Regions from separate parts of the Sus scrofa genome. Here all the other regions are linked to region 4. The links are chromatin contacts, called in public HiChIP or PLAC-seq maps. All regions are on one chromosome and are shown on one strand. Each heading gives the region's core, a stretch centred on a gene start, on an enhancer-like site or on the middle of the called end of the contact. The rest is flanking DNA. Distances are from core to core; before and after follow the strand shown. Region 1 has its middle 110 kb from the start of RBPJ. Region 2 has its middle 88 kb from the start of RBPJ. Region 3 has its middle 42 kb from the start of RBPJ. Region 4 overlaps RBPJ (recombining binding protein suppressor of hairless).

Region 1 (6,269 bases), core at 2,175-4,674, 220 kb after region 4:
TCCTGAGTGCCTGTGTGTGTGTGTGTGTGTGTGTTTGGGGTAGGGGGGTGAGCTTGTTGTGGATGAGATAGAAGGGAGCCCTCTCAGGTTGTGTTTCCTGAATGAATGGAAGTGAAAGAGGAAAGGATTGCCTGGAAGCCATGGTTGAGCCACATCTTCCTCACCACATCCCTGACCACGAAGGAGTGGAGACAACTTATCTGAAGCACAGAACCCACACGTCTATGTTTGCCTCCCAGCCCCTGGGAGCTTCTCTTCCGAAGCCTAAACTGGGACATGGGGTTAACCCAGGGTTATTTCTCATTGGTGAGGATGGTTGAAACAGGAATCAAAATCAAGTTACGGTTGGATAGACATTTTATCTTATTTCATTTTATTTTTATTTTTTTATTTTTTGTCTTTTTAGGGCCCCACCTGCAGCATTCAGAAGTTTCCAGGCTAGGGGTTGAATTGGAGCCATAGCGGCCCACCTCCACCACAGCCACAGCAATGCCAGATCTGAGCCACATTCACAAATACGCCGCAGCTCACAGCAACTCCAGATCCTTAACCCATGGAGAGAGGCCTGGGATTGAACCCATACCCTCACGGAAACAACACAGGGTTCTTAACCCGCTGAGCCAGAATGGGAACTCCTTATTTTAAAGACTAATTTTTCAGGGCAGTTTGAGGTTCACGGTGCATGTGAGAGGGAGGTAGAGATTTCCCGTAGCCCCCTGCTCTCATACAGGCCTGGTCTCCCCATTATCAACATCCCCAGCAGAGTGGTACCCTTGTTACAACTGACGGACCTGCATTGACACACGATGACAAGTGCAACGTCCACGGTCCACCTTAGGGTTAACTCTTGGTGCTGTACATTCTATGGGTTTGGACGGTGTACAAAGCCATGTATCGACCATTATAATGTCACACAGAGTAGATTTGCTGCCCTAAACTTCCTCCGTGCTCTGTCTGTTCACCTCTCCCCTCCTACCCCTAAGAATCACACATCTTTTGACTGTCTTCCTCCTTTTGTCTTCCCCAGAATGTTGTGTGGTTGGAATCACACAGTATGTAGCCCTTTTGGATTGTCTTCCTTGCTTTGCAACATGCATGTAATGCTCCTTGTGTCTTCTCATGGCTCGATAGCTTATTTCTTCTCAGGGCGAAATAATATTTTACTGCCTGGATATACCGTGGTTTCTTTATTCATTCACCTACCGAAGGGCATCTGGGTTGCTTCTAAGTTTTGGCCATCATGCTCTTTTTTTTTTTTTAATTATTTTTAGGGCCACATCCTCGGCATATGGAAGTTCCCAGGCTAGGGGTCTAATTGGAGCTACAGCTGTCTGTCTATGCCACAGCCACAACAACACAGGATCCGAGCTGTGTCTGCGACCTACACTGTAGCTCACGGCAATGCCCAACCCATTGAGGGAGGCCAGGGATCGGACCTACATCCTCATGAATACTTGCTGGATTCATTTTTCACTGCATCACAATGGGAACTCCCAAGTTTGGGCAGTTAGGAATAAAGCTGCTATAAACACGTGCACAGGTTTTTGTGTGGACGTAAGTTTTCCCCTCCCTTAGGGAAACGCCAAGGAGCACAACTGCTGGATTGTGTGATAAGAGTGTGTTTCACATCGTAAGAAACTGCCCAGTTCTCTGCCAAAGTGGCTGTACCGTTTTGCATTCCCACCAGCAAAGGTTGGGAGTTTGCTCCATTGCTCCACAGCCTCGCCAGCATTTGGTGTCAGTGTTTTGGATGTTGGTGGTTCTAATAGGTGTGCAATGACAATGTTTTAACTTGCATTTCCCAGATAATGACATGGTGTGCTGTGGAGCATCTCTTCATATGCTTGATTGCCATCTTCATATCTTCTTTGGTAAAGTGTCTCTGAAGGTCTTGAATCCATTTTTTGATGGGGTTGTTTTCTTATTTTCGAGTTCTAAGTGTTCTTTGTAAATTTTGCATTGCAGTCCTTTTCACGATGCCCTTTTGCAAGCATTTTCTTATTTTTATTTTTTTGTCTTTTTAGGGCCACGCCCATGGCATATGGAGGTTCGCAGGCTAGGGGTTGAAATGGAGCTGCAGCTGCCGGCCTATGCCACAGCCACAGCAAAGCCAGACCTGAGCCACCTCTGCGACCTACACCACAGCTCACGGCAACGCCAGATCCTGAACCCCCTGAGTGAGGCCACGGATCGAACCTGAGTCCTCATGGATACTAGTTAGATTTGTTTCCACTGAGCCACGATGGAAACTGCTTTTGCAAGTATTCTCTCCCAGTCTGTGATTTGTCTTCTCATTCTGTGTCTTTCATAGAATAGTTTTTAAATTTAATGGAGTTCAGCTTATCAATTATTTCTTTCAGGAGCATCCCTTTGGTCTTGCATCTAAAAAGCCATCACTATGCATTTGGCTTTACATTTTAAAAGGTATTTATAAAAACCACAAGAGAAATGTGAAGTTGGGGCTGCCCTGGACAGTCTGAGAAGTGCATGGGACAGGTGCCTATTGATCTCATCAGCATCGTTCTGCAACTTCCCAGGAGCCCTGATTCCCGTTGGTGGGCCCTGTATCTCCATGGAAGTTACACCACCCAGCTTTAGGAAGAGAACACGTGATCTAGCCAATCAATGAGCCCAGGCCTTGGCCACTGTGATTGGTTCCACTTTGGGCAAATGACCAAAGCCAGTGCAAGCAAAATGAAGTTCAGGGCTCTGATTTAGAAACTGGGGACAAAGGCATTCTCTTTTGCTCAGAGGCAGTATGGCTTATCTGTATGGGGAATGGAGTTGCTACAGCCACTTTTGCTACCTGGAAGATAGCCATGCTCAAAACAACCCACATCCAGAAGAGATCAGCACCGGGAAAATGTTAGAAAACAGAAAGGAGCCCTAATAAGATTCAGATCCCCTGGAACGAATTGTGCCTGGAGACTGTTCTCAGTCTGGACTTTGGGGTTACATGATCCAATAAATTTACTCTATCAGTTGGGGTCTAGTCAGGAAAAGAGAAACCACACCAGATATTTCAAAACACAGGGAGTTAATAAAAGAATTTGTTACACAAGGGAGAGATCAAAAAGAGGATGCTGAGGTAACTCAGAGATTAATAACTCCTGAGGTCAGCAGAAGAGGGGGTAGAGGGTAGTTCAGAGCTTGGGGCCTTGGAGGGGGTCTCATGAGACTGGTGCTGGGCTCGTGGAGGGGAATCTGCCCTGCTCACATTCAGACCCTTGAAGTTCTCAGATCACTGAGGAGGGGGAGAGACTTGATAGGTGCTTACATCCGCAAGGAGGTACCAGGGGTTGGTCTGATGCCCCAGAGCACACGGGCCGGGAGATGAGGAAGCCCCTCCCAAGGGGCCATGGCTGGTGGTCAGCTCCAGTCCCTCTGCAGGACGTGGTGAGGAGGCTCTGGGAGCAGCAAAAGGAGCTGGGAAGTGGAGCCCACTGTCTACTCTTGCTGGAGAGACACTACCAGGAACTGAAAGAAAGAAATGAAGCCCTTCTCCTTTTCTCCCACCTCCCGGTGTCCCTCTGGTGCCCCCTGTTGGCGGAATCTCATAGACAGTCTGTGAAAAGGGGGTGCCGGGGACCAGACCAGCATCACAGAGTGAAAAGGGTGAGCTGAAGGATGAGAGGAGAAAGGTAAAAAGCAGGCACAATGGTATAGCCAATTCGAATGGGGCTTTCTGCTGGTTGCAATCCTATTGATAAACCTGATTATCATAACCACTATAATTATAGTCTTATCCCATACTTCCCTGGGCTATAATCTGGAAATCATTTTGGTAATCCTAATTCTATGGCTTACTCTGTTGATTGCTGATGTGTTCCTGTCCATTCTCTCTGATGAGACGACCAAGCATGGGGAGGCCAGATACCAGGTTCACTCCAAGCTGCCCACTTCTCTTTCGGAAAAGCACATGGTAGATGGAAACTTCGAATCTAAGTATGTGTTTTTTGTTTTGTTTTATTTTGTGTTTGGCTGCACTTATGGCATGCAGAAATTCCCAGGCCAGGGATCTAACCCTCCCCACAGCAGGGACAATGTCGGATCCTTAATTGGCTGAGACACTAGGAAACTCCAGTGGATGGAAAATTGGAGATCCATTGCAAGAAGAAACTCTGAGGCTTCTTTGGGGGTTGGGAATTGGACTGGGGTGTATTTTGCCTGCAAGATACAGACCCCACCACCACCACCAAGTGATTCAACCATGAGAAAATCTATCATCTCCCATAGCGGGAACTCCAGGGAGGCAGCTTCGAGGAGGGTTAATTCATCAGCTCAACAATATCATCAAGAATACACGTTCTTTTCATCTTTCCTCTCTTGATCCTCATACTTGGTTCTTTGGCTAATGTCCCAACATGGTTATAACAGCCGCCTCGATTCCAACCATGTTATCCGGATAATGTCCAGTAGAAGAAGAGCTCCGTCTTTGTGCGCGTGTCTCTTGCATAGCAAGGGAGCCTTTGCCGGAAGCCTCCAACTGGATTTCCTGTCATGTCACAGGGTAGAACCAGGTCATGTGACCACACCTGAACTTATGACCAGCAAGGGGGCGAGGAACCCCGTGGTCGGTTCAGACCAACTAAAGTTCATTCTGGATCTGGGCTTTGGTATCTGTATCAGTCAGGATTTAACCCAGAACCACTAGAACCACTTTTCAAGGGTCCCACATCCATGTGGAATTGGATTTGCGGTCGGAATGGGACTTCTGCCACAGAGAAAGCATCAACCCATCTCTGCAGGACTGCGGTCCTCGCATGTGATGCTGCAGCTTCAAGGTCCGCAGTGCAGGAGGTGGGTGAGAGAAGATGGATGCAATGTGGGAAAAAGCAAGGACAAGCTGGACACCACAGGGATGGACGGAAACACATGCCATGGGTTCTCATGACCCTTGACCTTGATGTCCTATGAGAGAAGCAGGGCCCTTTGTGGCTGGCCTTGGAGAAGCCAAAGGAGGAGCGAGGCAAAGGTGAGGCAGCTTCGGGCCTGGCCACTACTCCCTGACAATGAGGTGAGTCTGATGCCCTCCCCTCTCCCCTGCCAACCTGCTGGGCTTGCCATCTGCCTCCAAATCCCAGGCAAAGATGTCTCTCAAGGCCCAGCTGGAAAGGGATTTAGGAAAGTTAACTTCAGGGTAGCCCAGCTGACCCACTATAAACACCAGGGTAACTGCCATTGAGGGACGGATCTTAAACAAAACTAGTATGTTTTTTTGTGGTTGTTTGTTTTGTTTTGTTGTTTCTTGTCTTTTTAGGGCTGCACCTGCGGCATATGGAAGTTCCCAGGCTAGAAGTCGAATAGGAGCGACAGCTGCCGGCCTATACTACAGCCACAGCAACGCCAGATCTGAGCCGCATCTGCGACCTACGCCACAGTTCATGGCAACGCTGGAGCCTTAACCCACTGAGTGAGGCCAGGGATCGAACCTGCGTCCTCATGGATCCTAGTCAGATTCATTTCCACTGAGCCACGACGGGAACTCCTCACACTGGGATGTTATAAGCAAAGAAGATGAGAGAAGAGATCAGGGGGGAGGCCGCCAAAGGATCTGTGCTGCAAGGGGCATTTTTAGCTGCTTCGAGCTGGGATCCAGTGTCAGGAGGGGTGCGAATGTCAAGCACCTGTGAAGGGGGGCCGTGTCTACACTGCAGAAAAGCAGGCTGCCACCTCTCCCTCTCTCTCTCCCTCTCCCTCTCATTGATTCCGGGCTTATCATGGACCAAGCCCTGGCAGGAAACACTAAAGAAAAATAAACTCATGCCTTCAGCAGTTAGAGGAGCACCCTCCCTCCCTCTGAGTCACCACCCACCCTGTCGGTTCACTTCCCCTGCCAGGAACCCCCTCTCTCCACTTCCTGATCTCAGGCAGCACGCACACATTGAGCACCTACTGTGTGCTAGATGCAGGAAATACAAGATGAGAAGGAAATGAACCCGAGCTCCCACTCTAGTTGGGGAACCTCCTTCCTCTTTCCCTGAATCCCCCTCCTTCCAGAAAGCCCTTCCCAGCCGTCTTCCCAAGCACTCCAGCAAAATCCCGCCGTCCCTGCCCAGGTCTCTGCACGGCTGTAAGTGATTATCTACAAGTATGTGTGTATACGGACATGTCACTTTGCTTTTAATGAATGCTTTGTTTTTGTTGGTCCCATCTTCCCCCTGGGGCGCAGAAGGACTTTGAAGGTCGGGTTTCTGATTTCTTCGCTGCTCAGAACTACGTGCAGTGTGCGGGCGGCTGTGCTCAAAAGGGAGCGATCCAACCAGGCT
Region 2 (6,324 bases), core at 3,368-5,867, 200 kb after region 4:
CTGAGAAGAATAAGGTTGACCTGAGATTCGCACATATGAATCGAAATAGATGCTTTCAAGGCAAAACTGTTTAGAGCGGCATTTCACATGGCAGGTTGCAAATCATTAGAACATCAGGACAGGACTAGGCAAACCTTTGCAGTAAAGGGACAAATAGTAAGTATTTTAGGCCTTGTGGGTCATACTCAAGGTGCAACTTTCGACTTTGCTATAGTAGCGTGAGAGAGATCATAGACAATGCATCAGTGAATGAGCATGGTCGGGTTCCAAGAAAACTTTATACATTTTTTTTATTTTTTTAGGGCGGCACCCACGGCATATGGAGGGTCCCAGGCTAGGGGTTGAATCAGAGCTATAGATGCCAGCCTACACCACAGCCACAGCAACGCCAGGTCCAAGCCATGTCTGTGACCTACACCACAGCTCACAGCAACACTGGATCCTTAACCCACTGAGCAAGGCCAGGAATTGAACCTGGGTCCTCATGGATACTAGTAGGGTTCATTAATTGCTGAGCCACAACAGGAACTCCTAAAACTTTATTGATGGGCAGCGAAATTTTAATTTCATGTAATTTTCACGTGTCATAAAATATCATTCTTCTTTTGATCTTTTCCAGCCTTTAAAAAAAATGTAAAAACCATTCTTTGCTTCTTGGCCATACATGGAGCAGGTGGCTGGGTAGACTTGGCCCTTGGGCTGTAGTTGGTTGATCTCTACATTAGGGCATCAGGAAATGAATTAAGCAAGGTTGGATCAGGATTTAAAAAAAAAAAAAACATATAGAATCTGGTGGAATAAAGAAGATAGAAAATGTCAGCCTTCACTGTATACGAAAAAGTTCTCATGAGATGTTTATTTCTGTTAATTGACATATGTACATATGCAATGAAATGCAATGCAAAATCTATTTTTTACCATAGTCTGTGCCCAAAGAGAGTTTGAAAATCATCCATCTAGAGGAACATTCCTTCCAGGATGACATTTTTATCTCTGAAGAGTTATTCCTCTCTTCATTCCACACCTCCAGATTTCATGTTCGTGTTGCCAGCTAAAATATAGGGTGGCAAGTGAAATTTGAATTTCAGATTAAAAAAAACCCCAAATAATTTGCTAGCATTAATATGTCCTATGCAATATTTGGGAAATACTTATATGAAAAATAGTCATTTTTTTAATCTGAAGTTCACATTTAACTGAGCAGCCTGTATTTTTTTTCTAAATCGGACAGCTTTATATGATACATTATGAATTGTTTTCATTTTTACTGTAATGGTCTAAAATTCAGGTAAGGGCAGTTCAGTTCAGTTGGTCACTTAAGAAAAAAACCCTCGATATTTAAAAATCCCTCCTGGGAGTTCCCATCCTGGCACAGCAGAAATGAATCCAACCAGGAACCAAGGGGTTGAGGGTTCGATCCCTGGCCTCGCTCAGTGGGTTAAGGATCCGGTGTTGCTGTGAGCTATGGTGTAGGTCACAGATGCGGCTCAGTTCTGGTGTTGCTGTGGCTGTGGCGTAGACCAGTGGCTACAACTCCGATTAGACCCCTAGCCTGGGAACCTCCATATGTCGCAGTGCAGCCCTAAAAAGGACAAAAGGAAAAAAAAAACATCCCTCCTGTATGCTGGCTTGTGTGTTCTTTCACAATTGCAGAAGGACTAGCCCTCATTGTAAGAATGCTTACAGTGCTCTCTAAGGGAGGACAGCTCGGCTGTCTGCAGTTTACAAATGAGGAAGCTGAAATGCAGTTTGCCTCCAACTCTGCATGGCGCAGGGGTGAAAGGATGGCTCTTCCAACTCCTTCTTGCCGCCTCACCCACTTGTTCTCTGGGGCAAGCTGTGCGGAAAGGCCACGGGCAGTTCTTGGTCCAGTGGTGCTCAGAGGAGAGGGTGGAGGGACAGTGGGAGCCGTTCGGTCAGGGTGCAGATGATAAAGGGGGCATTGTCTGAGGGGAACTTCATCGAAATATAAAGTCAATGACAGTCTCGTTGTTGTTGTTGTTGCCATTGGTTTTTAATGGCCATACCCGCCACTTGTGGAAATTCCCAGGCTAGGGGTCGAATCAGAGCTGTACCTGCCGGCCTACACCACAGCCACAGTGACGAGGGATCCAAGCCACATCTGCAACCCACACTGCAGCTCATGGCAATGCTGAATCCTTAACCCACTAAACGGAGCCAGGGATTGAACCTGTGCCCTTGGATACTAGTCGGGTTTATTACCGCTGAGCCATGAAGGGAACTCCCAACAGCCTGGTTTTTATTATCCCTACACAGGGTCAGTGCCCTGTCCTTGGGCAGACTTCCCCACCCTCCAATGGGACATAGTTTGGTGCTTAGCAAACGTTGCTTTCCTTTCTCCCTTCTCTCCTTTTCTCTTTCTTTCTCTCCACCCTGGGGCGGGCAACCAAGTTTCAAACCACTCGCCTACTGGAACGGGGGATGGCAGCCTGAACTGCTGGGTTTCGAAGGATTCCGAGGCTGAGTCTACTACACTCAGAGCAAAGGAGTGCTCAGCTTGCTTAGTGATGCCGCGGGAAGGACAGGCAGCCCCCATCCCAGGGGTTGGCCATCCTGCAGGTAAACCCTGCCCCCTCCCGACAGCAAAGGACTGTGCTGAACAGCCCTTAACCATGAACCCAAAGCTTCTTCTCACTTATGACAAGGGCAGAAGGGAGGAGGCAGAGGACTTCTGTCCCTCGTATATATCACCCCACACCCCCACACACATTTAACCCCTAAGTGACCTGGAGCTTCATGCTGTGTGTACAGTGGAGGCAGAGCAAGCAGGCAGGTAGGGCACATCTCTGCTTAGGGCAAATTAATATCTCCCCTCCCACAACCACTCAGCCCTGGAAGCTTTTGCATGCATGCATTCTTGCGTTATGTGACCAGAGGCCTCTCTGCTGGCGTGTGCCTTCCTGGAAGCCGTGGGGAAGAAATCCTTCTTCGATGTGTGTATGGCTGAACATAGGGCTGCAAAAATAGGCTGAAGGCAGGAATTTCCATTCCTCCATGTCCCCAAAGCAGTTTCCTCTTGGACGCAAACCTCCACCTTCCTTAAATTCCCAAATTGAGTAACTTCTTGGAAGCCTTACTTGTTTTTTTTTTTTTTTTAATTTTAAAATTATTTTTCCAGCTGTAATTTTTCTTCAATCTGGAATTCTGCTCTTTCTGTTTCGAATTTCATTGTAACTCCAAGTTGAAAATCAGACTTATTATAAATAGCCTTTGTGTACAGCAGGTTTTGGGTGTGCCATGTTTTTAACATTGAAATAATCTCCTCTTCAGATGACTCCGTAATTCCTCTGCACCTCGGTTTACCTCCCTGCCTCAGAAATTGGAGGTAATAATAGAAAGGTCATGGCAGGGGTTTCAGATGGAGGCGTTGATAAGTTTAAGCCAGCCTTTAAGGTCAAAGCGAAGGAATGTTCAAAGGCTTATAAAGGCATTTGGATAGCTTCTTGGATATTCAATAGTGTTGGCAAAACTTTGTTTTGTTGAGTCAGTAACTTGTGGATCTAGAAATGACTTCTAAAACTATCTGGTCTATTTCCTCTTGGAATAGGGTGGCAAGAAGGGCAACGATCCCTCATATGGCTCATCCTGATTTTGTTTTTGTTTGCTTTTTAGGGCCACACCCACTGCTTATGGAGATTGCCAGGTTCGGGGTCTAATCAGAGGCGTAACCACTGGCCTACACCACAGCCGCAGCAATGCCAGATCCAAGCTGCATCTACGACCTACACCACAGCTCATGGCAATGCTGGATCCTCAACCCACTGAGCAAAGCCAGGGATCGAACCCGCAACCTCATGGCTCCTAGTCAGATTCGTTTCTGCTGTGCCACAATGGGAACTCCTGATTTTGTATTTTGTACAGAAGTCAAGATATTAGCCAAAATATAACCTTTTGATGATTTTGGCATGTGTACATCTAAAAATTGCAAATTTGATTTCGGAAAAGGCTCTTCAAGAAAAGGGGTCTAGACTCTGGTTCTTTGTTTTGTATTGCTTCAGCCAAATGATTTGTGGAGTCATTCATGGTGTTTTTCTCTATGGATTCAATGTTGTTTTCCACTGTGTCCTTAAATCCACCTTCTTGGCCACTGAGTTGGGCGTCCTCACCAGACTTCCTGAAGCACATGAATTCCTACATCAGAAGCTTTATTCCCGCTTAGATCCTCTCAGTTTTTCTCTTCTTCCTCGCCCTCGCCTTTAACATACCATGGATGTCACATCAATCAAGTCCTCCTTGGTTATCTTTTCAATATCCTTTAATTCCCCCCATGTCTGGACTCCTGTTGGGAACCATTGTCAATATTCAGTCATTGCCCTTGGTCTCTGATAATCTCCCACAGTTCAAATTTTACCTGAGGATAAAGACATTGTTGCCTGTTTTTTTCTATATTTTCCAGCGTGCCTAGCCCATGGTGGGCATGGCTTAAGCGATACTTGGATTGATAAATGCTTGAGAAGTCCTAACGGGGCCTATGCATCTAAGACCATGGGGCTTCCTTTTATCTTTGCGGTGTTTGACCAAAGTTTGCCCCCAGCCTTACCCAATTACAGGAAAAATAGTGTTTGAAGTAGGAAGCTAGTTCTGTGAATCCACATTTCCTTTGTTGGGCAATGATCTAGCTGCATGCGGCATAACTTCTGCTGACACATAGTGTACTCACTCTTTTCTTTTCTTTTCTTTTTCATGTCAGAAAAAGACTATTTCCATTCAAGTCACAAGTGGTAAAGGGTGGTGGTGGTTTCTCTGCGACTTTAGGCGAGTCATTTCAACACTGTCAGCTGCTGTTTCCTCTTCTACAGCTTTTCCAGCTCCAGTGTTCAGCGATTCTATGGCCTTGTGGCCTCTCAACCCTTTGAACATCTCATCCTACAGATTTATTTATGTGACAAAGGGAAGGACTCCCTAAGTTCCTTCTTTATTCTCTGCTCTGGATCCGATGTTGAAGAATGGAGTTGGGGAAGTTAAGAATCAGTAGCCTGGCTGGGTCTCCCCTCCTTAGTGACTGTGGCTCCTTATATCCCCTTAGTGAAGACCCCGAGCCCACCTTGAGCAGAGTGCCTCAACGTCTCCACCGGGACACCTAGAAGGTCTGGTTTGGGGAAAAGTGTTCTGCTGACTCTCTTCCTAGCCCTGTGCTTATCCTCTGTAGTGAAGACAGAACCTTCTGCCTGTGGTTTTACCACATGGACCATGTCAATCTTCTGTGAGCGTCTTTGGAAAATTCAAGACATGAACCAGAGACTAATAAAGGCTTTATGAGGTGCCCTTTCTCTTTCTTTTTTTGTGGTGGATGGTGACATGACTATCTACCACTGTTAGCCATAATTTTATGAGTGGTTGCCTTTGGGGACTTGTGTTTCTGCTGTATCATTTTAGGTGTCACATCTTAAAGACAGATGTTTTGGGTAAGACGTGAGTTGCTTTTCACTCATCAAACGTTGGCCCTTGTGTTAAAGGGAGAGTAGAGGAAACCACCCTGTGATTAGGTTTTCAAATGAATGTTTACATCCCTATAAAGCTAGTTTGATTTCTAGCCATGATTGAAGAGCGATCTAAAGTTAGATCTAGTTCAGAAATAACATTCTCTGACTGCTGCTACGTTTAATAAGCTATTGAAGCTCATTCTTTCAGACAGAGAAATTATTCCGTGGAGTTTTCAAAAGTTACTTGATTGGATGCTTTCTGGGCTTCTAAAGCATCTGCAGCCCTTTTCCCTAAGCAGACATCATTCAGTGGGAAGTGACAGTGGGATTAGTCCTCCTTGTTAAGTCAATGCACTGTGTGATTGATGTGCTTACAGTTCCATGCACACTCAGAGAAGCAATTCCCCTTCGAAACTCACAAAATAATGATGCCAAAAATGAAAAAAAAAAAAAAAGAAAAAGAAAGGAAAAATCAGAGTTTCAGGAGAAAGTAAGTTGTTTGGATTAGAACGGAAACCATGTGGGACCCAGAAATCTTGTAATAGTCTGCCCATTAATAAATAAATGTGCACATACAGAAGAGAGGGAGAAAAACCCCACCCATTTAGATTCAAAAGCATGTCAGCCTAATTCTATTAGACAATGGTGAGCTCAATACCACTTTTGATCCATGGCTGTGCGAAGTTCATTATTATCTGTTTCAAATTATTGTTCATTTCTAGAGCCGCACAATGAAAAGGCCTGTACAGACTTTGAAAGAGCACGGGGTGCCTTCCCCGAAAGCTTTGTGAAACATTTCTTTGGAAATGTTTCTGCTGAGGCTGTGCATTGGCTGTGAGTGGGCGTAGGGGATGGGAGTCTGTGCTTCCCCTTTTCAAAT
Region 3 (6,544 bases), core at 1,325-3,824, 150 kb after region 4:
CAGTTCCATCCACTTCTTTTCTCTTCCACATGCGGGAATCCCAAGAGCACTAATGGACCTCTGTCTGCTAAGCTCCACCCCCGAGTCTGCTTCCCAGGGAACCCGACCTGTGACGGTGGAGAAGCTATGATGTGAAAGTTTAAGTTATGAAGCATTCAAAACTCTGAAGAAGCAGAAGCTACAAGACAGAGAAAAGGTATGTTATAGGGAGTCCAGATTTCCGTTGGTGGTGGGGCTGAAAAAAGCTGACATATAGGGGATAATAATCATGTCAATATCAGCCCTTGAGCTGAGGTTCCTAGTAAATACATCTTTTTTATTCTTTTATAATTTTTTTATCATAAACCGCAATGTTTTGTTTATCAGTTTACTATTGTATATTTCCTTCACTAAAATATAACTTTCTTAAAAGCTTGGACCCAGGTGACTGATGATTGATTAAACCCTGAAATGTTCTTTAAGCTCAAGCTTCATGAAGATTCCCCCATAATGCTGTCTGGCCTTACCTTCAGGCATCTCCACTTCCCATATTGTTCACTGTGTTCCTACAATGAACTTTTCACTTTTTTGAGATGGCTTGGATGGGGTTCTTATATTTGTATTCAAAAGATAAACATGTTGGGGAATTCCCATTGCGGCTCAGCGGTAATGAACCCGACTAGCATCCATGAGGATGCAGATTTGATCCCTGGCCTCACTCAGTGGATTAAGGATCCAGTTTTGCTGTGAACTGTGGTGCAGGTCGCAGATGTGGCTCAGATCCCTCATTGCTGTGGCTATGGTGTGGGCCGGCAGCTGCAGCTCTGATTTGACCCTTAGCCTGGGCACTATATATAAAAATATTTTCTATATCAGCAAGGGATTTGGCTCTTGGCCACAAAATCAACTCTGGAAATCTTAAGAAAAAGAAACTTACTGGCATGGTCTCTGGGGTTCTCAAAATCAAAGAAGACTCTATAAGAGCAGGGTTGGAAAACGGGCAAGAAGCAGAGGATCTGCCACAAGCATCATGTTGACTTGAACCTCCAGTCGTATGTGAGGTTCTTGCAACACTATCGTGATTCCATGTGCTGGGAGAGCATCTGCTTGGCTGGGCTTATTCATGTGCCCATCCTGTGGCTGCACCAGAAATGGAAAAGGGAGGCAGAGAGGAGTATCTAGCAACTTGGCCTTCTGTGTTGTGACAGAGAATGGCCCATCCCAAACACACACTGTTGGGGATTTCCCAGAAGAGGGAGTGATATGCTAAGAGGAAGTTGGGGTCTGGGGCTCAGAGCCAGAAAACAACAGATGTCCACTTCAGCGTCCGTTGCCTTCCTAGGCTAAAAGTGTTTAGGACAGGGACTATGAATTTCCATCTTTGTTTCTCAGATGCCTAATACCTGGCTCTCAATCGGTGCTTAATAGGTGTTTTTTAACGAAAGTGCTAAACTCTTTTGTTCAAAGATGATCTCTTTTGTTCAGAGAACCAACACATATGAAAAGGCTGGGGCTTGCGTCTTCAGAAATGCAGAGATGGATACACAAAACACTCATTATTATTTTTTTTTTTTCCTTTTTAGGACTGCACCTGTGGCATATGGAAGTTCCCAGGCTAGGGGTCAAATTGGAGCCACAGCTGGTGGCCTACACCACAGCCACAGCAACGCCAGATCTGAGCCACATCCGCGACCAACCCCAAAGCTTGTAGCAATGCCCGTAAGATTGAACCTGCATTCTTATGGGTACTAATTGGGTTCTTAACCTGCTGAGCCAAAGGGGAACTCCCCAAACACTAATTCTTAATGAGCTTTAAAATCTAGAGGTGGGATTGGGGCGTACAGGCAGTGATCTCTCTATATACACATGAACTGTGTGAGACATACTGTAGAAAACAGGTATGTCTTTGTCCTTGTTCTGGGCGAGGACACGTGAAGTTCTGTCCTTTTGCCCCTCTGGTTGTATTGTCGCCGTGAGTGCAATTCTCAGTCACCCTGCAACCCACTGAGATGGTGCTTGCTGGTAACGAAGGGCAGGATTTCTCCCTGTCCCCAATAACATCTTGGCTGCTCTCTTCAAAACAATCACATGAAAACCTGCCTTCCAGGGAAAGTTTCAACAGGCTTCTATTTAGAAATTGCAGGGCTACATTAAAACTTTCCTGCAGTAGCTGTTGTGGCTCAGCAGCTTAAGGACCTGACATCTCTGGAAAGCTGCAGGTTCCATCCCTGCCTCACTCCGTGGGTTGAGGCTCCCGTGTTGCCACAAGCTGTGGTGTAGGTCACAGATGTGCTTGAATCTGGAGTTGCTGGGACTGTGGTTGGATCCCTGGCTCAGGAACTGCTGTATGCCGAGGGTACTGTTGGAAAAAGAAAAACAACCCAAACTTTTCTGAGCCAGATCGGTCTACCCTACAGAGGCTCTGTCTGGTCCTCAGGCTCCCTTTTCTATTTCTTTCTTTCTTCTCTCTCTTCTTAACTCTCCCCCTTCTAAACTAAATCCTGGCTTGCTTACCCAACCCCCTTTTCCGGGACGTTCTATGCTTCTCTCAGTATTATTCACCAAGTCCCATATCCTCTTTTGTGTCTCATATAGTCCAGCTTCTAAAACCTGCTTGCAAGTGGAAGGCATCATTTAGGCTATCATTGCTGCTCTGGAGGAGAGACTTGAACTTGAGTCCCCAGTTAGAAGAGTGGGGAGTGTTCCCCAGGCCTAATGACACCTGACTTTGTTCCAAGCATCTAAGAAAAAAAGCATACATTTGTTTCACTGCTAAGACCAGTCTCTTGCTGAAAAAACCTCAAGTTTAGACAAGATAGTCACGTCACTCCTGGTAACATAACTTTAATTTACTATCCTTAAAGGGCATTTTTCCACCTTCTAACTCTGGGTCATATTACAAAACCTATTTTACTAGTTTGACAATGAAGCCACCTGTCCCAGTCACTCTTTTTTTTCCTGGATTTCTTCCCAGGCTGTGGGATGGGGGTAAAGGGGTGACAAGACTGTTGTAACATGAATACATGCATTAAAGAGAAAGGAGGAAAAATTGTAGCAAAGGCAGCTGTTTGTCTCCTAATATCTGTTTGTCTTTCTTTCTTTCTTTTTCTTTCTTTCTTTCCTTTCCTTTCCTTTCTTTTCTTTTCTCTTTCTTTCTTTTCTTTCCCCTTCCTTCCTTCCTTCCGTTCTTCCTTTCTTTCTTTTTCTTTCTTTGTCTTCTTAGGGCTGCACCCATGGCATATTGAATTTCCCAAGCTAGGGGTCACATAGGAGCTGCAACTGCCGGCCTACGCCACAGCCACAGCAACACCAGATCTGAGCTGCATCTGCAACCTACGCCATAGCTCATGGCAACACCAGATACTTAACCCACTGTGTTAAGTAAGACCAGGGGTTGAACCCATAACCTCATGGATACTAGTGGGTTCTTAACCTTCTAAGCCACAACAGGAACCTCTGTTTGCCCTCTTTTCTATAGTAAAAACAAACCCATCCTAATTTTTAACTACCTACACTCTGCCTGGAATATAGCCTGCATTTCCCAGCCTCCTTTGAAGTTAGATGTGGTCATATGACTAAGTCTGGCCAGTGGGACACCAGTGAGAGTTGTGTGTGCCATGTCTGCCTGGCACCCTTAAAGGAAAGCAGTGTGCTTTTGCTTTCCCTTTTCCTTTCTCCCTTTTCCCCTCCCTGCTGGCTGGATCATGGCCACAGTACTACTGTCATCTCAATGTCTGTGAGAGCAATATCTTATGGGTGGCAGAGGAACAAGATAGAAGCAGTGTGGGTCTCTAGACAATGGTGTTGCCATAGTGCCCTCAAACTGTTGAGGCCCAAACTGTTCCTGAGCGAAGAAGGCATTTCTAATTTATTTTTATAACCATCATTTTGGGGTTTCGCTATATCCCAGGGGTCAGGAAACTATGGCTTGCACCAAATCTGGCCCACTACCTGTTTTTGTAAATAAAGTTTTATTGGAACACAGCCATCCCCATTCTTTTTTTGTGCTGTCTCTGGCTACAATGGCAGTGTGCAATAGAGACTATATGACTCACAAAGCTTAAAATATTCACTATCTGGACCCTTACTGCTAAGCTTGACTGCCCCTGCTGTATCCTACTAATTTGTATGTATACCAAAATATTAACAATGGTTACCTCAGGATATCTGACTGTTTCTCTCATTTGATTCGTCAATCCTCCTTCAAGAAATCTCTGCATGAAATGAATGAATTTACTCTAGGCTCCATCCTAAATGAACCTGTCATACCCACACTTTTATTGTCACTCTCTTCCCTATCAGAAACATTTGAGCCACTCTCCAGCTCTTACAAAACTCCTGGATCCGGTATTGTATCTGGTAGGATCATTTGGATTCCTTATGGCCAAAATTTGACTTAATGGGAAAAATTTACTGGCTCTCTCTTTCTCTCCATCTCTTGGCCCTGATCATCTACAATAAAATGGGCCCTTTGTGCTCTGAAAATATGGCTGCTGGGAGGCGGGAGCTTGCATCCTTCTGCAAATAGTCCATAAATATGTCCACGTATCAAATTTCAGAGACAGTTCTGATGGGCCTTGCTGGAGTCCGAGTGTATGCCTAAACCAGTCATTGTGTCTCGAAGAAGGGAGCGATTTGATTAACCAGATGGAGGAGGCTTAAGGTCAACAATGGAACGGATTTCTGTCGGGAAAGAGGGGTTTTATTACCTTAAAAAGAAAAAAGGGAGCCCAGAAGATTAAAAAACAAAACCAAACCAAACCAAACAAAAAAAACAACAACAACCAAAAAACAGTGACTGCTCATTCCAGGCAACTTTGGGATCTTGTATGTAATATTGATTGCTTCTGGGTGTGCAATGTTGCATTTATTTGAGGGGTCACGTGCAGCTCTGTTGTCTGATTTAGATCCTAAGTGATATTTTTAGAAATTACTAGATTAAGCGCAGCACATCACAACATGTACGTGACCTCTGAATAACTCTTTTATTTTTATTTATTAGCCAAAACTATAGCTTACAGAGTTGAAACGTCTGGTTGAAAACTGCAATGTTGGCAACATCCAGCTTTCTCCAAATAACCAGATGTCAAAGGCAGATTCTCGAGGTAGGAGACAAAGGGTGGTGTAGGGAGTTGACATCGTGGATTTGAAGCTCTGATATCCTCCTTCTTGGGTGGTAGTGACACCTTAGTTCGTGTCTCTGAGACTCAGTTTCCTCTTCTCTAAAACGGGGATGATGGGATTGATCTCCGAGGCTTGTTTTGGGGATCAATTCTCTTTCCTGCCAATTGGTTCTATTCCAGGCTTTTTCAGTTATTTGGGCCCAAACCCTCTCTTGCCAGTTTGGCTCTTAAGTTATTGACAGTCCCTGGAGGAACATTTGGCACGAGAAAACGTGTTGATGAAGTAAAATTCAGAGGTGAAAAAGCAGGGCAGCCAACTGGTTCGGCTCCATGCCATTATCAGATTAAATCTTTGCTTAGGGCCCACAGAGCTTGAGGCTTCAGGTAAGTGTTGAAATCTATCATTTTCTGGAGGTTTTGAAAGGGCTCCCAGGAGGAAGTCAATCATTTTGTTAAATTGCCACTTCAGTGACTCTCCACTTTTGAAGATGGTAGATTTTTTTTTTCTTTAAAGTTCATGTTCATTCAGCTCAGTCTAATCATATAGGGACTAGGGAAGCATAATAGGTAAGGCATCTCAGGAATTCTAAATTATATTCTTGCTTCTAAAGCACAGAACCCTTGCCAGATGTGCCTGTCCCTGCCCCGACTACCTACCTCATCTATAACGTGAAGACAGTGGTCTTGCGTAACCTATTGTGTTCAGAAGCTCACCTAGGGCCATCAGGGGACGGAGGGCTGAGTCAGAATCTTCAAACTAGATGGTATCAAGCGATAAGAAGCCAAGGTCAGGAAGAAAGCCACCAGGTCTCAGAAACTGTAGACCTTTACGGTCCAAACCATAGGAGAGGCCAGAAGCATTTATGTGTTTCCCTAACGTGCTACGTGGCAACACACAACGGACTGAATCTGTCTCTGAAGAGAAAACAGAGGTACTGAGAACTATTTCCTGTCTGGTGTACTATGGGAGGTTCTTCTAGGCTGTTCGGAACAAATATTTACTCAGTGGCCTGATGTGATGGCAGTTTGCTCTGTGGGTGTTGAGCCAGTAAGAAAGCCAGCAAGTCAACATCAGCGGAAGGGCCCACCCAGGGGAGACCCGGACAGCCCATCATTCCAGGTCCTGGCAGCAAGGTTGGTGACTCAGGTGCCTTTGGTGTCTTCTGCTGGACTGAGTCTGCCTCTACCACCCCTGCTGATGTCTTGTTTCCTCTGCTTTCTGCTCAGCTTCATGATTCTTCCTCATGACTTCTGCTCCATGATGCCTGCTTACTGGCATCTCTGGTGCCATCTTCGGTTCTCTCAAAGGCTGGTTCTTCCAACGCTTCTCTTTCTAGGTGGCTCAGAGTCTGGAGTGCTCACCATGACACCATGGAACCCTCTGTCTAGGTGGCTCAAAGTCAAACTTTCCTAGAAGGAGAACCTGCCGATAAAAAGAATTC
Region 4 (7,230 bases), core at 977-3,476:
AGCAGTTATGAAGGCAACTAGTATCCATGAGGATGTGGGTTTGATCCCTGGCCCCACTCAGTGGTTCAGGGATCTGACATTGCTGTGAGCTGTGGTGTAGGTCACAGATGCAGCTTGGATCCTGATTTGCTGTGGCTGTGGCGCAGGCTGGCAGCTGCTGCTCAGATTCAACCCCTAGCCTGGGAACTTCCATATGCCGCAAGGTGTGGCCCTAAAAAGCAAAAAAAAAAAAAAAATAGAACATTATTAGGCCATAAAAAGAAATGAGCCACTATGGAGAACAGTATGGAGATACCTTAGAAATCTATACATAGAACTTCCATATGACCCGCAATCCCACTCTTGGGCATATATCCGGACAAAACTCTGCTTAAAAGAGACACATGCACCCGCATGTTCATCGCAGCACTATTCGCAATAGCCAGGACATGGAAACAACCCAAATGTCCATCGACAGATGATTGGATTCGGAAGATGTGGTATATATACACAATGGAACAGTACTCAGCCATAAAAAAGAATGACATGATGCCATTTGCAACAACATGGATGGAACTAGAGACTCTCATACTGAGTGAAATGAGTCAGAAAGACAAAGACAAATACCACATGATATCACTTATAACTGGAATCTAATATCCAGCACAAATGAACCTTTCCACAGAAAAGAAAATCATGGACTTGGAGAATAGACTTGTGGCTGCCCCAGGGAGGGAGTGGGAAGGATTGGGAGCTTGGGGTTATTGGATAAAACTTGGAATGGATTTACAAGGAGATCCTGCTGAGTAGCTTCGAGAACTATGTCTTGATACTTATATTGCAACAGAACAAAGGGTGGGGGAAAAATGTATATATGTAAGAGGAACTTGGTCCCCATGCTGTACAGCAGAAAAAAATTAAAATAATAAAACAAGAAAAAAAAAGAAATGAAGTAGTGATACATGCTATAATATGAATAAACCTTGAAAACATGCTATTTGAAAGTAACGAAAGGCCCCATATTGTATGATTTTGTGTATGTGAGATGTCTAAAATGGACAAAACTATGAAGACAGAAAGTAAATTACTGGTTGCCGCAGGCTAGGGAGTGTTGAGAGGAGTGTGTTGTAAGTGCTAAAGGCTTCTCTGAGAGCGATGAGATGTTCTAAACTTGACTGTGGTGATGATTACACAACTTCATGAATATACCAACAAACCACGAAATGTGCACTTGAAAGGATGAATTACACGGTGTATGAAGTGTATCCCGATAAAGCTGTTAACAACAAAAAGCAAAAAACACAAAATTAAAATTTAACTTTACTCAATTGGATGCTTTAAAAGTCGTAATATGATCGTAATCTTCACGTCATATGCTGATATAAATGTTCAAATGGGGGCAAATAATAGTAAGCTCTGTGGAAAATTAAAGAATAGTCATCGCTCTGTTGGCTGATTCGCTCTCTAGCTTCACAGTAAGTTTGTGACTATATTTCTGACAGGGATGAGATTCCCTAACATTTCAGAAGTGAACTGATCTTATTATTATTATTTTTTTAATTAATTAATTAATTAATTTATTTATTTTTGGACATGTAGCATGTGGAAGCTCCCAGGCCAGGGACTGAATCCATACCACAGCAGTGACAACACTGGATCCTTAACCCATAGGCCACCAGGGAACTCTAGTAAAACTGATCATATTTTAAGATAAAGTCCATAGCTGAAATCGTTGGGTACCCACTTAATCCAAGGGACGTCATGTGCAGGATCTCATCTGATCCTCCCACACCCCTAAGACTCCTTTTTCTCTTTTAATAGCTAAGGAGGCTATGGCCCAGAGAAATTAACTTTCCTTAGCCCACAGTCACAGTTCCAGGAGTTCCCTGGTGTCTCAGCGGGTTAAGGATCTGTCATTGTCACTGCTGTGGCTTGGCTTGCAGTCCCGGTTACAGATGTCGACTATGAAGGTTGTGGGCTTTCTGATCTTTCCTGTCATCTACCCTATACTGTGCCCGCTGCGTCACTTTTTCCCTCCCTACCTGTGAGGAATTAAGGATCCAAAGGCTTGGGACCTGTAGGATAATTACCTGAAAGGTATGCAAATATTTCCTTGAGGACCTAAGACTTGGGACCCCACCTCTAGATTCTTCCTAAGAGCTAGTGATAGGGAGAGGGTAGGGCGTGGGGTGTGGAGGGGAGAAATGGAGTTGGAAATGGAACTTCCTTATTTTCAAATGTGGAGGAAGTGATGAAGAAACTGAAACACCAAAGGTTCTTTCCAGCTCTAAAGCTCAATCAGCCCCTTAGTGGAGCTAATGCTAATTGGAATTCAGATAACTATTGCTTCCTCTCCCGACTCAGTCCTACCCTAAGATGGGTAACTGAAGACGTGTTTCCTTTAGGCCTCTAATGTCTACCTATAATTTCATTAGGAAGTGCGCTCTAAGACCCTTCCCCCCTTAGCTGTCCTATGTTGGCAAAATGCATGCCATCAAAATCATCTTTGCAAATTCAGTCCTTTTATACTCTTATTTTATTTATTTATTTTTTTCTGCACCCATGGCATGTGGAAGTTCTGGGGCCAGGAACTGAACCCACGCCGCAGATGCAGCCTGCACCGCAGCTGTGGCAATGCAGGATCCTTAACCTACTGCTCCACAAGGGAACTTCCTATACTGATTTTTAAAAATCATCCTTAAGCTTCATGTTTAATTTCAATCTGTACGATGTCTATTTTCAGTCCTAAAATTTTTATTTTATATTTTATTTTTTCATTTGTTTTGTCTTTTTAGGGCTGCACCCGCAACATATGGAGGTTTCCAGGCTAGGGGAACTACAGCTGCCGACCTATGCCAGGATCCCAGGATCCCAGCTGCGTCTTTGACCTACACCACAGCTCATGGCAACGCCAGCCTTAACCCACTGAGCGAGGCCAGAGATTGAACCCTCAACCTCATGACTACCAGTTGGATTTGTTCTGCTGAGCCACCCAGAGGAACTCCCTGAAATGGTTTTTAAATATGGGTCAAAAAGCAAAATAAAAAAGCTTGATTTTTAAAATTTTATTATTTTTAGAATGTTTATACAATGTACACATGGAACAAAATTTTAAATTCACCAGATCTAGCAAATAAAATTTGCCAAATTTTAAATTGCCAGATCTAGCAAATAAGAACAAGAACACAGTTACAGTTGAATTTTGGATAAACAACAAAAACTTTTTAGTATAAGTTTGTCCCATGCAGTATTGGGAACATACTTATACCAAAAATTATTTGTTATTTATCTGAAATTCAAATAAGTGGGCATCCTGTATTTTAGCTGGTGATACTAAATGCAGAGAAAAGTAAGACTCCCTCGGGCTGGGTTCTCCCAAGGACCCAGGTGCCCTTTCCAAAGGTAGTATAGTACCAGTTTCCAAAATATCTTTCCAAGGATATTCCATAATCGACTTTCTTTTACATCAATAAAATCTATCAAGCCTCAGCACAAAATAGAATCTAAAATAAAGGATCTAAGCAATACAACAGACGTCCGTGTATTTAAAAAATTTGGACCCTAAGCGTTACTAAAGGAGTTTAACAGAGGCCATGTGATGCACTGGGGAGGGTCCTTCACTCACACCCCTGGGTGACCTTGGGTATAGTCCTTAACTTCTGGGATCCTTTGTAAAAGGAGGTTAATAGTAATACTTACCTCCTATGTTTGTAGTGAGCAATATACATACAATTTACATGTAAAATGCCTGTCATAACGAGGTAGGTGTCACATTGGCAGAGCCCCTCCCTGTGTGTATGGGCTTTTTGGACATTCATCCGTAACTTTCTCAAGTTCAACCTGAAGGCCCCTGTCTGGAGGAAACACAGGCCAGATAAACTGAGTCTGTCCCAGGAGAACCTACTAAATTTGCCACCAGGTAACTAAGTTGCTTTCTTACAGCCTCTACTTCACCAAATACACCATTCAAGGCCCTGATGGCTTAGTTTATTCTCTCCTACTTTCACCCTACTGAATCTATTTGTCATCCATTGATTTAAAAAGAAATATTTACTAAACACCCACTAGGAGACAGGTTTTAGCAAGTAAGACAAGATCATTGCCCTCAGGGGGCTTGTGTTCAAACACAGAGGCATAGATAATAAAAGGGTAAACAAGTAAGTGAGGCCATTTTAAATAATGAGGAAAAGCTATGCAAGAAATTAAACAGGAGTGAAAAACACTAGGAGAGGGAAGCTGACTTTATTCAGATCAACTGCCCCCTGGATGGCAAATTCCTTTCATTGTACTTAGAAGTACTTTGTGTAATTCTTTGAAAAAAGCTTTCAAACAATACAAGTGGAGAGCGGCAACCTTTACAATTTTAAGTTCACTCTTTAGAGTCTAGAAGTATGTAGATACCGAGGCCTTTCACAAGTATAGACTTGGATATTTCTACCTTTCGTTGGTAGCGTTGGTAGCGTTTACATAGGAAAAGAAAAATGATGAGCATTCAAATTCCGAGTGCCAATTATAAATGGGCAAAGCCTCTTACCAGCTATTCAAGTCTATAATCCTCAACCTGCACCCACCATACCCCCCAAGCACTGGATGTTAGAAGTTTTTATCTCTATTTTATAGGTGAAGGACGTCAGGCTCCCAAAGTTCAAGGGATTCTCCCTAAGAGCCCCAGGTCAGAAGTGAACAAACCACCTTTGATGCCATCTTTCTGCCTCCAAGTCAAACACCCTTTTACTTATACCAGGTAACCTATCATTTCATGCCATTCCTACTCCTCCAAAAACTCTGCCTCTTCATTAAGAGCTTTTCATTAAAAAAAAAAAAAAAATTACTGTGAAGGGAGTTGAGATTTGTTGAGGTTTGGCATAAGTGTTTTAGCACCCTTAAAAAAAAAATCACAATATATAACTTCCCATTTCATTTTGCCTGGTAGGTCACATATTATCAGAGCTAATACTCACAAATAATTATCTATTTCTAAGGAGAGTAATTACTACATTATTTCAAAAGCAGTCTTATCTTTTCTGAGAAGCGGCTTGTTGTTTGGCAGGATAATGCAATTCCTATTTGTGTATTATAAAATTAGTATGTTTATATGAAGAAAATCTTTTTCCTTTGTTTCGTCCAGGGAAATGATGCCTTTTCATGGTGATTAAAAGCAAAACAGCCTAAATACTATATTAGTCCACAACAGTTTCTCAGAATGGTGTATTAAAACTGAAACTGAAACACGGAGGTGGTAAAAACTACTCACATTCAATTATCTATGGTCAAAAAAAAAGAAAGAAAGAAAATTAGGTGCCATTGGTGTCTGCAGATCTACACTATGTGTTAATAATGATATTGAAAATAGCATGAAAATTAGGGTGAATCCTGTAGATAAGGATATTCTTCTAAACAGAAGAGTAGACAAACCAGTAGACCCTTAGAATTAACTGGGATGTAAAATGAGGCGCCCCAGTTAAAATAAGAGATTATATTAAATCTCTTTAATATAAGCGATTAAATTAAACTTTGCTAAGAAGAATCATTTTGAAATATGCGGCTGGTTTCTAGTTTCTTAGTTGACTCTCCTCCTCTGCCCTGTGCCTAAATAGTTTGTCTTTTGAGGTATAAAGTATTTATTTCATAGCCTCATTCCTTTTTTGGAATTCAATTTTTTCTTTTTCTTTCTTCCTTTCTTTCTTCCTCTTTCTTTCTTTCTTTCTTTCTTTCTTTCTTTCTTTCTTTCTTTCTTTCTCTCTCTTTCTCTCTCTCTCTCTCTCTCTTCCTTTCTTTCTTTCCTGAGCTAGAGGGAAACATGATGTTTCTACAGGACAGTTTCCATATATTGAGATAATAATGTGACTTTCACTGTCTTACATTTTCTTAGAAGTCTAGGTTTTAGATACCTCCAAAATGATTAGTTTTAATACTACGTCCATACATTTGACAGATTTACTTCTTTAAAATGCTTTTTAGAATATTACTTTGTATTTTGATATTCCACCAGTCTTCTTGCCTCTAAAATTTGGATTTTTCTAAAAAAAAAAAAAATTGGATTTTTCTGACTTAGTGACACCATTTTTGGTGTTGGCCATTGTTGTCCTCTCCCCAACAGCCTCCCACCCTGAATCTCTACTGTTAATAATCACCAGACTAATATGTTAAAGAACAAGCTTGTCAAGCAGACTGCTTTGAACTTGAGTTTTACAGGAATTCATAAGCCAGAATGTTTCCTCAAATTACGGTTATATTGAAAAAATATTAGTTATTAGGCAGTTCCTTTTGGGGGAAGGGATAAATTAGGAGTTTGGAATTAATGTCTACACACTACTGTATATAAAATGCATAACTAACAAGGGACCTACTATAAGCACAGGGAACTCTACTCAATGTTCCAGAATAACTTCTATGGGAAAAGAATCTGAAAAAAAGAATGAATATATGTAGATGCACATGGAATCACTTTGTGTACACCTGAAACTAGCACAACATCGTAAAGCAACTATACTCAAATAAAATAATTTGAAGAAGAGAGGAGTTCCCGTCGTGGCGCAGTGGTTAACGAATCCGACTAGGAACCATGAGGTTGCGGGTTCGGTCCCTGCCCTTGCTCAGTGGGTTAACGATCGGGCGTTGCCGTGAGCTGTGGTGTAGGTTGCAGACGCGGCTCGGATCCCGCGTTGCTGTGGCTCTGGCGTAGGCCGGTGGCTACAGCTCCGATTCGACCCCTAGCCTGGGAACCTCCATATGCCTCGGGAGCGGCCCAAGAAATAGCAAAAAGACAAAAAAAAAAAAAAAAGAAGAAGATCCTTTTAATTACCTCTTCTTCCTCTTTGTTCATAGCGAAGGGTTTGGTTTCTCCTGGAAGCACACTGACTTTGCCCATCTCATGTAAATCCCCTGTAGGGTTTGTAAAACTGCAACTCATAAACCCCTCTTGAAAAAATACACTGATAGTCTGTGCTTATGCTAGTTCCAAATATGACAATAGTTTCTGGATTTTTGCCACATTTCTCTCTAGATGGTCATTTGGGAGACTTTGTTTATAATACGTGTTTTGAATGAAATTAAAAAATTCCAAGACCACAGGATGTAAGACTCAATTGTGGGTTAAACTTAATTTTGCATGCTTTCAAAGAGGCCTTCCTTAGATTTCAACAATAGCAAACACTGAATAGAAAATGAGAGAAGGTATATTTTATCCAAGGATTAGGGTTTGAAAGAATACAAGTGAAAACATGGTATTTCCAAGATTAGGGAATGTTC

Evidence for each region. HiChIP or PLAC-seq counts read pairs in DNA pulled down with a chosen protein or histone mark.
Region 1: a contact with region 4 is called in an H3K27ac HiChIP or PLAC-seq map of alveolar macrophages. The contact joins two enhancer-like sites. A contact is called at or near these places in 1 of 47 Hi-C or Micro-C datasets (embryonic fibroblasts) and 1 of 2 datasets of contacts at active chromatin or transcription factors (alveolar macrophages).
Region 2: a contact with region 4 is called in an H3K27ac HiChIP or PLAC-seq map of alveolar macrophages. The contact joins two enhancer-like sites. A contact is called at or near these places in 1 of 47 Hi-C or Micro-C datasets (embryonic fibroblasts) and 1 of 2 datasets of contacts at active chromatin or transcription factors (alveolar macrophages).
Region 3: a contact with region 4 is called in an H3K27ac HiChIP or PLAC-seq map of alveolar macrophages. The contact joins two enhancer-like sites. A contact is called at or near these places in 1 of 47 Hi-C or Micro-C datasets (liver) and 1 of 2 datasets of contacts at active chromatin or transcription factors (alveolar macrophages).

Annotation. Positions count from the first base shown.
Region 1 is chr8:19,821,231-19,827,499 of Sscrofa11.1, reverse strand. No RefSeq gene overlaps it. Among named protein-coding and RNA genes, the nearest start is that of RBPJ, 110 kb to the left of the region's middle. Within about 2 kb of position 3,424, at least 12 of the 83 cell types and tissues checked have an H3K27ac peak or open chromatin away from gene starts, as enhancers often do. A contact at or near this core is called in alveolar macrophages, where this site is marked.
Region 2 is chr8:19,842,089-19,848,412 of Sscrofa11.1, reverse strand. No RefSeq gene overlaps it. Among named protein-coding and RNA genes, the nearest start is that of RBPJ, 88 kb to the left of the region's middle. Within about 2 kb of position 4,617, at least 16 of the 83 cell types and tissues checked have an H3K27ac peak or open chromatin away from gene starts, as enhancers often do. A contact at or near this core is called in alveolar macrophages, where this site is marked.
Region 3 is chr8:19,887,456-19,893,999 of Sscrofa11.1, reverse strand. No RefSeq gene overlaps it. Among named protein-coding and RNA genes, the nearest start is that of RBPJ, 42 kb to the left of the region's middle. Within about 2 kb of position 2,574, at least 7 of the 83 cell types and tissues checked have an H3K27ac peak or open chromatin away from gene starts, as enhancers often do. A contact at or near this core is called in alveolar macrophages, where this site is marked.
Region 4 is chr8:20,040,622-20,047,851 of Sscrofa11.1, reverse strand. All of the region lies in intron 1 of RBPJ (recombining binding protein suppressor of hairless), which reads right to left. Among named protein-coding and RNA genes, the nearest start is that of RBPJ, 110 kb to the right of the region's middle. Within about 2 kb of position 2,226, at least 3 of the 83 cell types and tissues checked have an H3K27ac peak or open chromatin away from gene starts, as enhancers often do. A contact at or near this core is called in alveolar macrophages, where this site is marked.